Linked DNA regions of Zea mays: region 1 is linked to region 2. Evidence: chromatin contacts called from public Hi-C data. All regions are on one chromosome and are shown on one strand. The core of a region is the stretch at or near the end of the contact, and the rest is flanking DNA. Distances in the headings are between cores, read along the strand shown.

Region 1 (4,081 bases), core at 1,210-3,709, 260 kb after region 2:
AAATCACAAACTGCAAGGATAATTTGAGTAGGTACTCAGGTTTTTCCAATGTATCTCACTTGGTCTTTAGGATTGAGAGCCACCCTAACATGTGTCCCGTTTAGAGCGTTGATGCAATCTTTGAAGTGTGGATAAGCTCTCCAATCATCCCTTATCCTTTTGTGTGTGGTGTGAAAATTGACATCTTTTGGAACAATAAAATAAAATGTTTATCTATTTCCATCAAACAATCCAAAACCTCACTAAACTTCCTAATAATGGTTTCACCAGAATGATTGAAACAGTTTTGGCACCTCCTATTTGACTCATTATCAGCACATATGAACAAGAAAATTGCAAGAGCCTCATATGTGTTCATATGCAAGGATGGTTTTAGGCCATACCTTGACACTAATAATTCATGAATACGACAAGTGTTCATATTCATGAATACTTGTGTGATCATACAAAGTTTCCTATGACATTCACCCAGGGTCTTCAATGTTTCTAGCACCCATCCCATACGACAAGTGTTTACTATCTTTGGTGGATTTTTTTTAGGTATAGCTCAACATATTTTTTCACCATTTTCACATCACTAAGAATAATATCCAAAAACTCATCACTTACATTCATATAGTTATCCATATAACAATCACTATCACTTTCAAAAATCTGCAAATCCACATACACATGTTCAAAAATAGATACATGAATATATGGAGCAATGATAGCATATATGATTACAAAATAAAGTAAACATACATATCCTCATAGTCAATCAAAGTGACCTGATTAAAGATACAACATAAAATAATATTTAAGTCACAATAAACAAAGTGAATAAAAATGAAGTAATATTTAATGTTTCAAGTTTTCGTGAAGAAAAAGGAATATAGTGGCATGTAAGCTAAATAATTATGCTGAAATAAATAGAACATCTAGCCTGGTGCTGGTGCTGGCATGAGTTATCATAGTTGGTGCAAAACAAATTTAGTTGGTTGTTTTTAGGTGGCTAGGTCACGGCTCATTAAGTATCACGGTATGTTTGGTTTGTTGTCTAACTTTTCTATCTAAGAGCATCTCCAAGAGCTCTCCATAAAACGACTCCTCAAAATCAGTTTTAAGGGACATCTAAATAATAAGTGGGGGTAAATTTTAATCCTTTCTCCAACAGATCCCTTAAATCAGCAGTTTGTTTCTGGGGAGCCCAAAAAAACCCTCATTTGTAGCTACAAATGAGGGAGTTTTAAGGGCTATGAAAAAGTTGGGGGCGCTTTAGGGGAACTGTTGGAGACATGTTTTTGTGTTTTTCCCAAAAAAATAGATTTAGGGGAGACTTCTGGGGAGCTTTTGGAGATGCTCTAAGGTTAGTTCCTAAATTTAAACGACTAACCTTAGACAAAGTGTGGCGACAAAGTGTGGCACAGTTAACCCCGGACCAAACAGTCCCTTAGTCACACAACTCTAATATATACCTTTGGAGTGATTAACTATGATTAACCCTATGAGATCTTTTAAACCAATGCGTATATATATCTTCGGAGTGGCTAGCTATGATTAACTACCCATGAGCCCTTTGCATTGATCGTATTTTCTACTACGTACTATTATATCAGCCAGAGGCACAATGTCATTGTTGTGTTCAAACTTCAAACAAGCAAAGCAAAAACAGTAAAATGTGACTGTTAATTTATTCAAACAGGGTGACACATATAGGAGTGTAATGTGACTGTTTATACAAACAAACATTATCTTACGTACTGGGGGAAAAAACCATGACATGGTTATGGGAGGACAGTACTGTTTAATCAGCAACCAAACAAATCCTAAATTCAACCAAGTTCTCTCTACCTGCCAACATCAATCTAAATTCTACAGTGATCCACTGGTTTGTTCTTCAAAGTGCATTAGTACCAACTATCAATCGGTAGCTAGCCTCGATTGGCCAAATTATAATCCTACCAATTCACTACCGCGTATTGCAGCAATTTGATAGTAATTGCCTTCGTAGGTGTAGTATATTGAAGAATCGATGATTGTGCATCGTCGAAGCCACCATCATTGCTTGTCATGCCCATCAGGGGGCAGGATCTTGGAGTCGGCGGTCGCCGGCCATCGCTGCCATACAGCCGCCAAACGCCACTGGTCTCCTTCAGCTGTGCCCTGGCCCTATGTGCGGCCCACGGCCACCGCGTGCAAAGAGTCCTCTCCCTTGGCACTGCCAGCCGCCTGTGGCCCGGGGGAGATCGACCCTCGCCGCCAGTGTGGGGCGGACCATGGCCACCGGCGCCATGCGCCATGGGAGTGCCCGGAACTTGGAAATGGGAGAAAAGAAACGCTTCGAAATCGATCGATTCGGAAGCCACGTCGTCGGATGTCATCGTTTGGTTTCGACTCTATATTGAATGGGAGTCCAGCAGGATGGAGAGGACTCGGACAGATCCGTTTGGTGGGGGTCGAAGAAATAAAGAATGGGTCGTTTACCCTTTGTAACTAGCGGCATAGGTGAGGTGAGTAATTTCCATTCAACTTCACGAGGGTTTGTGAAGCTCCTCTTCTGTTGCATCAACAAAACCGTGAAGTTCTCTCCAACTTCAAGGTTTTTTTTGTGAAACTGAGCTAATTAAGTTGTGCATGTTTTGCTTAAAGCTAATCTCTCCCAAACCCTAGTAAACCCCTAGGTACAAGAACAGTTGAACCTACACAATCATAGTGTTCTCAAGTCGTTCACTGGTTTCTCCTCGTCTAATATTAAAGAACAACAAAACAAAATATTTATAAACAATTACTAATATTAAAATGACTGTATGTGTAGAAATAATGTACAGTTGTATCTAGATGTCTCGATTGAATACCACAATCATAATTAGATAATGGTAGCTCAGGAGGGGCACGTGCATCCTTACAAAAACACATACAAATATAAATCTCTAGGATGACATATTTTCACATCACAAAACTCACAACATTTTTTTACAGCACACAACTCAACAATTTTTAAGCCAGCAGTGAAACAAAAAGACCCCGAGACCAAAAAGGCATTTCAAACAGCATCGCTGGTTCACCATTTAGTCCAAGATGTCTATAACTATCATTCGGCAATCAACGCTGTTTACAACAAAATTTGGTTCCAGCTGGTCATTATCCTCCAACTCCAAGGGGGGAAACAAACCCACCCTGGCTTCAAGAGTTCAGATAATTAGAGAAAACGATTTCTCACAGTGGCAAACAAGTAAAATGGTGCAATGGTTTGCTAACATGTTCCAGGGCTAAAGCGCAACCATACTGAACCCAGCACAGGTGCTTCTAGGATCAGGGGATTCCACACCTTGAGAATAAGCTTCTATGCCCTGGTGCATACATACGCCGCCAGTTCGGGACAATGATTTATGTACATTACATCTAATAAAAGAAAGGCTCAGATCATGGGGCTCCAGCGCTTTTCACATATGAGACCACGACTGTTATGTCATCAAGCTTCCCACCATAATACCGGTACCCAGCTTCTTGAGCAGCTGATGCAAAAGGTGACTGCCTATTTTTGTCCGTAGCTCTTTGTCGAGCCAGGGCGGCAATTTTTTGTGCTGCAATCTGAGGCTCAAGTCCAACCCGGAGAGCTTCAACAATAACACCACTTATCTCATTGTTGTATAAATTGTCAAATAGTCCATCCGTGCCAGCAACGATAACATCACCCGGGGCAACCGGAAAGTGAAATACCTAAAATAAATCAAATATGAAGCACAAGTATTATATAATAGTAGTTTGAAGATGCAGAGCTTGCACAAGGAATTCAACAGGGGAAGAAGAATAGGCATCTGAATTGATCTGTGTTATCAAAATTATATACAGAATATTCAAAGGAAAAGGCTGTGATTTACTCACTTGTGCGGAACTAGGAAGATCACTGCCACCTCCACTCTCAAGCTGATAAGTAAAATTGAAATCATGCTGCTGTGAGGGTGACCTGAGAACAGTGCGGCCATCTCGGACTACTACGAAACCACTATCCCCAAGATTTACAGCATGGATACCCTGCAAGATCAAACGTTGTGGTATTAGTGGAAGTCACCAATGAACTAGCATATCAATTGCAAAA
Region 2 (4,602 bases), core at 155-2,654:
CCAGCAAAGCAAAGGCACGCCATGGCGGACGCCCTCCAGCGTCGAGTTCCACCCGCAATGCGTCAGGAAGCAGCCGACAGCAGGGTGCGCGAGCACTTTCTCCTGCGGCGCCCACTCCACCACCTTGCCCCTCGCATGGCGTGGCAGGAGATCCGTGAACGCGGGCGGGAGCTCGGCCGCCAGCCCCGGCCGGAACACCCACAGGAAGGGGCGGGCGGAGGCCAGCAGGGCCAGCGCGAGCTCCTGGAGCTGCGCGGGGCTCATGACCGTCAGGCTCCCGAACGCCACGTACGTCACGGACCCACGGGGCTGCGCGTCCAGGAAGGACGCGCAGGCCTCGTCGTCGGCGCGCCAAAAGTGCCCGGCCGGCGCCTCGCTCGTCCGGCGCTGGCAGGTGCGCAGCGGGCCGATCGGGAGGATGGAGGCGGCCGCCGGGGAGTGGGCGCCGAAGATGTCCGGCTCGAGGTCCTCGAAGGTGTTGCAGAGGACGACGTCCGCCTTAGCCACGGCGGCCCACGCGGTGGTGGTCAGGTAGTGGAAGACCATGCGCTCGACGTCGCGGTTGCCCATGTAGTTCCACGCCAGGAAGACGGCGTCCATGGGGGGCATCGACTCGGCCAGCCGGAACGAGTGGTTCTCCTGCTTCACTGGAGCTCCTGCACGCACGCGCACCATTCTTCAGCTTTGGCCTTTGGGCCTTTGGCCATTGGTTCCCAGCCCAAGAACGCAGCCATCGACGACGCCGACGCCATTAATAATGAGTAAAGTAGTCACAGTTGTGCTGCCCCGCACTGTAGCGGCCATTAATATTAATAATGAGTACGACAGTACGAGTACTCACCGTCGTCATCGATGACGCCATCGCGTATGAGCTTCTTGGCGCCGAACAGGACGGCGAGCACGGCCGCCGACGCGGGCCAGAGTGCGGCGGCCGGGAGCCCACGCCGCTTGACCGCGTCCAGCGCCCACGACATGCCGACGTCGACCACGACGCACGTGACCCTGCCGAGGCGCTCGTCGTCGGCGTCGAGGAGCGCGTCGAGCCGCAGCGGCATGGCCTCCTTCATGCAGGCGTTGAGGCGGACGAAGTTGTCGCGGTCCTCGCCGTCGCCCATCCCGTCAGCGACACCCACGAGCCGCAGCCGGCCATCGGGCGCCCGGCCGCCGCCGGCGGCCACGACGACGCGGCGGTGGTTGAACTCGGTGTTGACGAAGGTGACGGCGAAGCCGCGGTCGAGGAGGCGGTCGGCCAGCTCCATGAACGGGATCACGTGGCCCTGCGCTGGGTAAGGGAGCAGCAGCGCGTGCGGCGCCGGCGTGCGTGCGGCATCGGCGCCCATCTTTTCGTCCGCCCGGGGTTCTTGGTCTTGGGTGAGCCGTAAGCGACTGAGCGTGTATCAGTCTCTATCTGGGAAGCTGCGTAATATAGCGGTGTGGGCTGCAGAGGCGTCCGGATGGCAGGCGGCCATCGCTCCGCCGACATAACTGCCTACGTTATTATTATTTCTTTCTTTTAAAAGAATCAGCGAGACGGAATTAGTTAATGTCCACTACAAATCTGGAATTACTTCGTTGTAAAGCTATCTGCACTGGGCTTCGGCTTAACTTCCAACAAAAACACGTACAGTACAGGAAGACTGGAAGAGAATGCTGCAGCGCTGTACGCCATAGTGCACTGCATAGCTCCGGAGCAACAGGAATCCGCCAAATATGGTGCGTGCCATTTCATTCCGCACTACTTGTTGACAGTACCAAAATCATCTATTATATAGAGGGAAAAAATATAGTAGTTAGATTAGAGTGAACAGATATGTAGTAGTTGATAATAAGGGAATATATAGAGGGATATGGGTGAGGAGAATTTTAATATAGAGTAAGGAATTTTAATAACTAAACTATAAATAGTGATATAGAGTAACCTGCATTATGCATCGCTATCTAGTCGAGTTGAGCAGCCACTATCACGTGGAGGGCGTGCGAGTAATCATACCCACATGATGTCCAAATCCATCCAACGAGGCCATTAAAATTACTAATCTAGATACGTGTTCTCTATACGACCATAAGCAAGGGTCCACAAACCGGTCGGTAATCCGGTTAACCGGACAGCTAGCCGGTTATCTGCACCCGGCCGGTAAGGCCAATACACCGATTTTGGATTTTGAATTTAAAAAAATATAAAATTTGGAAACTTTTGATGCCAATTTTTATATAAATACTATGGATTATTTGCAAACTTTCCGCTAAAACCAAATTTCAAAATAGACAACAGATTTCAAACTAAAAATTATGGAAGTTTTGAAAAAAATACAAAAAAGAAAAAACCGATATATCGGCTAGTATTAGCGGTTAGCCGCTCCCCAAAGCCGATAAACCGATGTATAGGATTGATTAGCCGGTGTTCAAGTAAGAGCTAGGGTTTAGGGGATTTTTTTCTCATTTTCACCGGAAATGTTATCAAATTATCACCGCTACATGCAATATGAGCTATCGATACTTGTAATAATAGATCACTAAAACATTAGGTGCCCTTCGGGTGCCCTATAATGATTTGAAGACAAAAGATTTTGTCCTCGCTAGATAATGACTTGTAACACTAACTCAAGCAAATTTACATGTGTATATAGCAGGATATGTATATGTCTATCAAAATGCATATTAATTTTAGAGGCGGACATGAGGAGCATCGGACCACGTTCACGGGATGATGCCAATTTTTGTATAAATACTATGGATTATTTGAGTTTCTGCTAAAACCAAATTTCAAAATACGAATGGCAGGACCTTGAGTACTACCAAATGTTGGTGGAGTTGTGGAGTACGACTTCTACGTGGACCGATCACACTTGGACAGATTACAACACAAAATCAGTGGAATGCACACCCGTGGGAATGATCTTCACCGGATGGTCTAAGATGGTATTTATGAACTATGAAACAATGACATGAATATATTGAAACCTTGTCGTGCAATGTATTTTGAAGTGCTAAATGTTGTTATTGGACTTGTGATAATATTTAGGCCATTTTTATTTTAATTTTGTGACCTAAATAGGCTTTATTTGAAAAAAACAAGAGGTTCATTTTCTCGCGCACTACTAACAATTTATCAAATTGGTGACCGATAAATCGGTATTATCGGTCGATTAATCGGTTTTGAGTCGTTTGAATTTAAAAACTATTAAACAATGTTATGTAATGTATTTGAACTGCTAAATTTTGTTCAAATTTTGAGACCTCAATGTGCTTTATTTGCAAAAATACAGATGGCTCGATTTCTGTTTCTATATCATTGGTTTATGAGGCCAGGACTCAATTAATCAGACTTACCGATCGATTTATCGGTTTTGAACCGTTTTGAATTAAAAAACTAAGTGATTTCGATTTTGAACGATTTCTATCGGTTTTCACGAGTTTATCGCGATAAACCAATTATGGGTGGTGCGCCGATTTTTACCCTTCAACTGGTTTGGTGAACCTTGACCATAAGTTTTTTTTAAAAAAGGCTCCATCGTCCACGAGATAGATTGATAGTTTTAGTCATTCGATTTAAGATAGTCATTTGTCAATGCATTACCACAGTTTCTATATATCATATAGGTGTATCATTGTTTTAATAGGACATAAAAATATGTGTTTTATTGGTTAGGTGGTTGTGGACATGGAGCCAACAAGGCAACAACCAAGGTAAACCCTTTATTTGTGCACAATTTTACTTTATTTTTGAGCAGGAAATGTGACACAGGATGACCGTTGAAACTGGTGCTTTAATATAGTAGAGATAGAGAAATGATTCTCTCATGCAGATATAGAAAACCCTCTAATTTATATTCTAAGCATATACAACACATCATAAATTTAGGTGTACACCTAATATGAGGAGTAAAGCTACCGAGACCATTCCTTTTCCAAACCAATCAGAATGGTATGTCTTATTTGGAATTGTCAGGCTCTTGGAAAGGTCTCCAAATCTGAGTTCTTAAAAGAGCTCATTAAAGATGAAAAAGTGGACTTCATTGGTTTACAAGAAACCAATAGAAAAACGTTTAGTGATACCCGATTGAACTCGATTGGTGGTAATAAAAATTTGCCTGGTTTTCCTCTCCTCCAAATGAGATATCTAGAGGTCTTTTGGTGGGTTTTAGGTCTAAAATTTTCGATGTCAGGGGACAGGAGTATGGGGAGTTCATGATTAGGACCCTTATCTTGCACAGAGAAAAAATTCATTTGGAATTTTATTAATGTGTATGGAGCCGCTCAAGATGACAACAAAAATAGGTTCCTTAGTGAACTATCTTCCTTCTGCTCTAGAAGTAAGTTCCCCTTGTTGGTAGGGGGAGATTTTAACATTCCGAGGAAAAGGGAGGAAAAGAATAAGCCTGGAGGAATCAACAAACAGAGCTCCCTTTTCAATTCGATTATTGATCATCATGAGTTGATTGAATTGGAGTTGAAAAACAGATTGTATGCATAGTCTGATAATAGAAGTGACCCAACTTTTGAAAATTTGGACATGTTTCTTGTTAGTCCTGAATGGGACCTTGCTTACAATAATGTAAGTGTTCGGGGTTTGAACATATCTTTTTCTAATCACGTTCCCCT

The links. A called contact is a pair of places that touch in the nucleus more often than the background predicts.
Region 1: a contact with region 2 is called in a Hi-C map of ear, with 2.3 times the contacts expected there. The contact joins the enhancer-like site here to the promoter of LOC100284856 in region 2. A contact is called at or near these places in 3 of 25 Hi-C or Micro-C datasets (bundle sheath, ear and tassel).

What each region holds. Positions count from the first base shown.
Region 1 is chr1:298,264,107-298,268,187 of Zm-B73-REFERENCE-NAM-5.0, forward strand. LOC100191645 (putative protein phosphatase 2C 55) reads right to left here. Exons shown (of 5, transcript NM_001137074.1): 4 at 3,868-4,017; 5 at 3,052-3,702. The coding sequence ends at 3,406. Among protein-coding and RNA genes, the nearest start is that of LOC100191645, 6.0 kb to the right of the region's middle. Within about 2 kb of position 2,460, at least 10 of the 20 cell types and tissues checked have an H3K27ac peak or open chromatin away from gene starts, as enhancers often do. A contact at or near this core is called in ear, where this site is marked.
Region 2 is chr1:298,006,563-298,011,164 of Zm-B73-REFERENCE-NAM-5.0, forward strand. It overlaps LOC100284856 (cytokinin-O-glucosyltransferase 2), which reads right to left and starts at 1,405. Exons shown (of 2, transcript NM_001157751.1): 1 at 842-1,405; 2 at 1-656. The coding sequence starts at 1,340.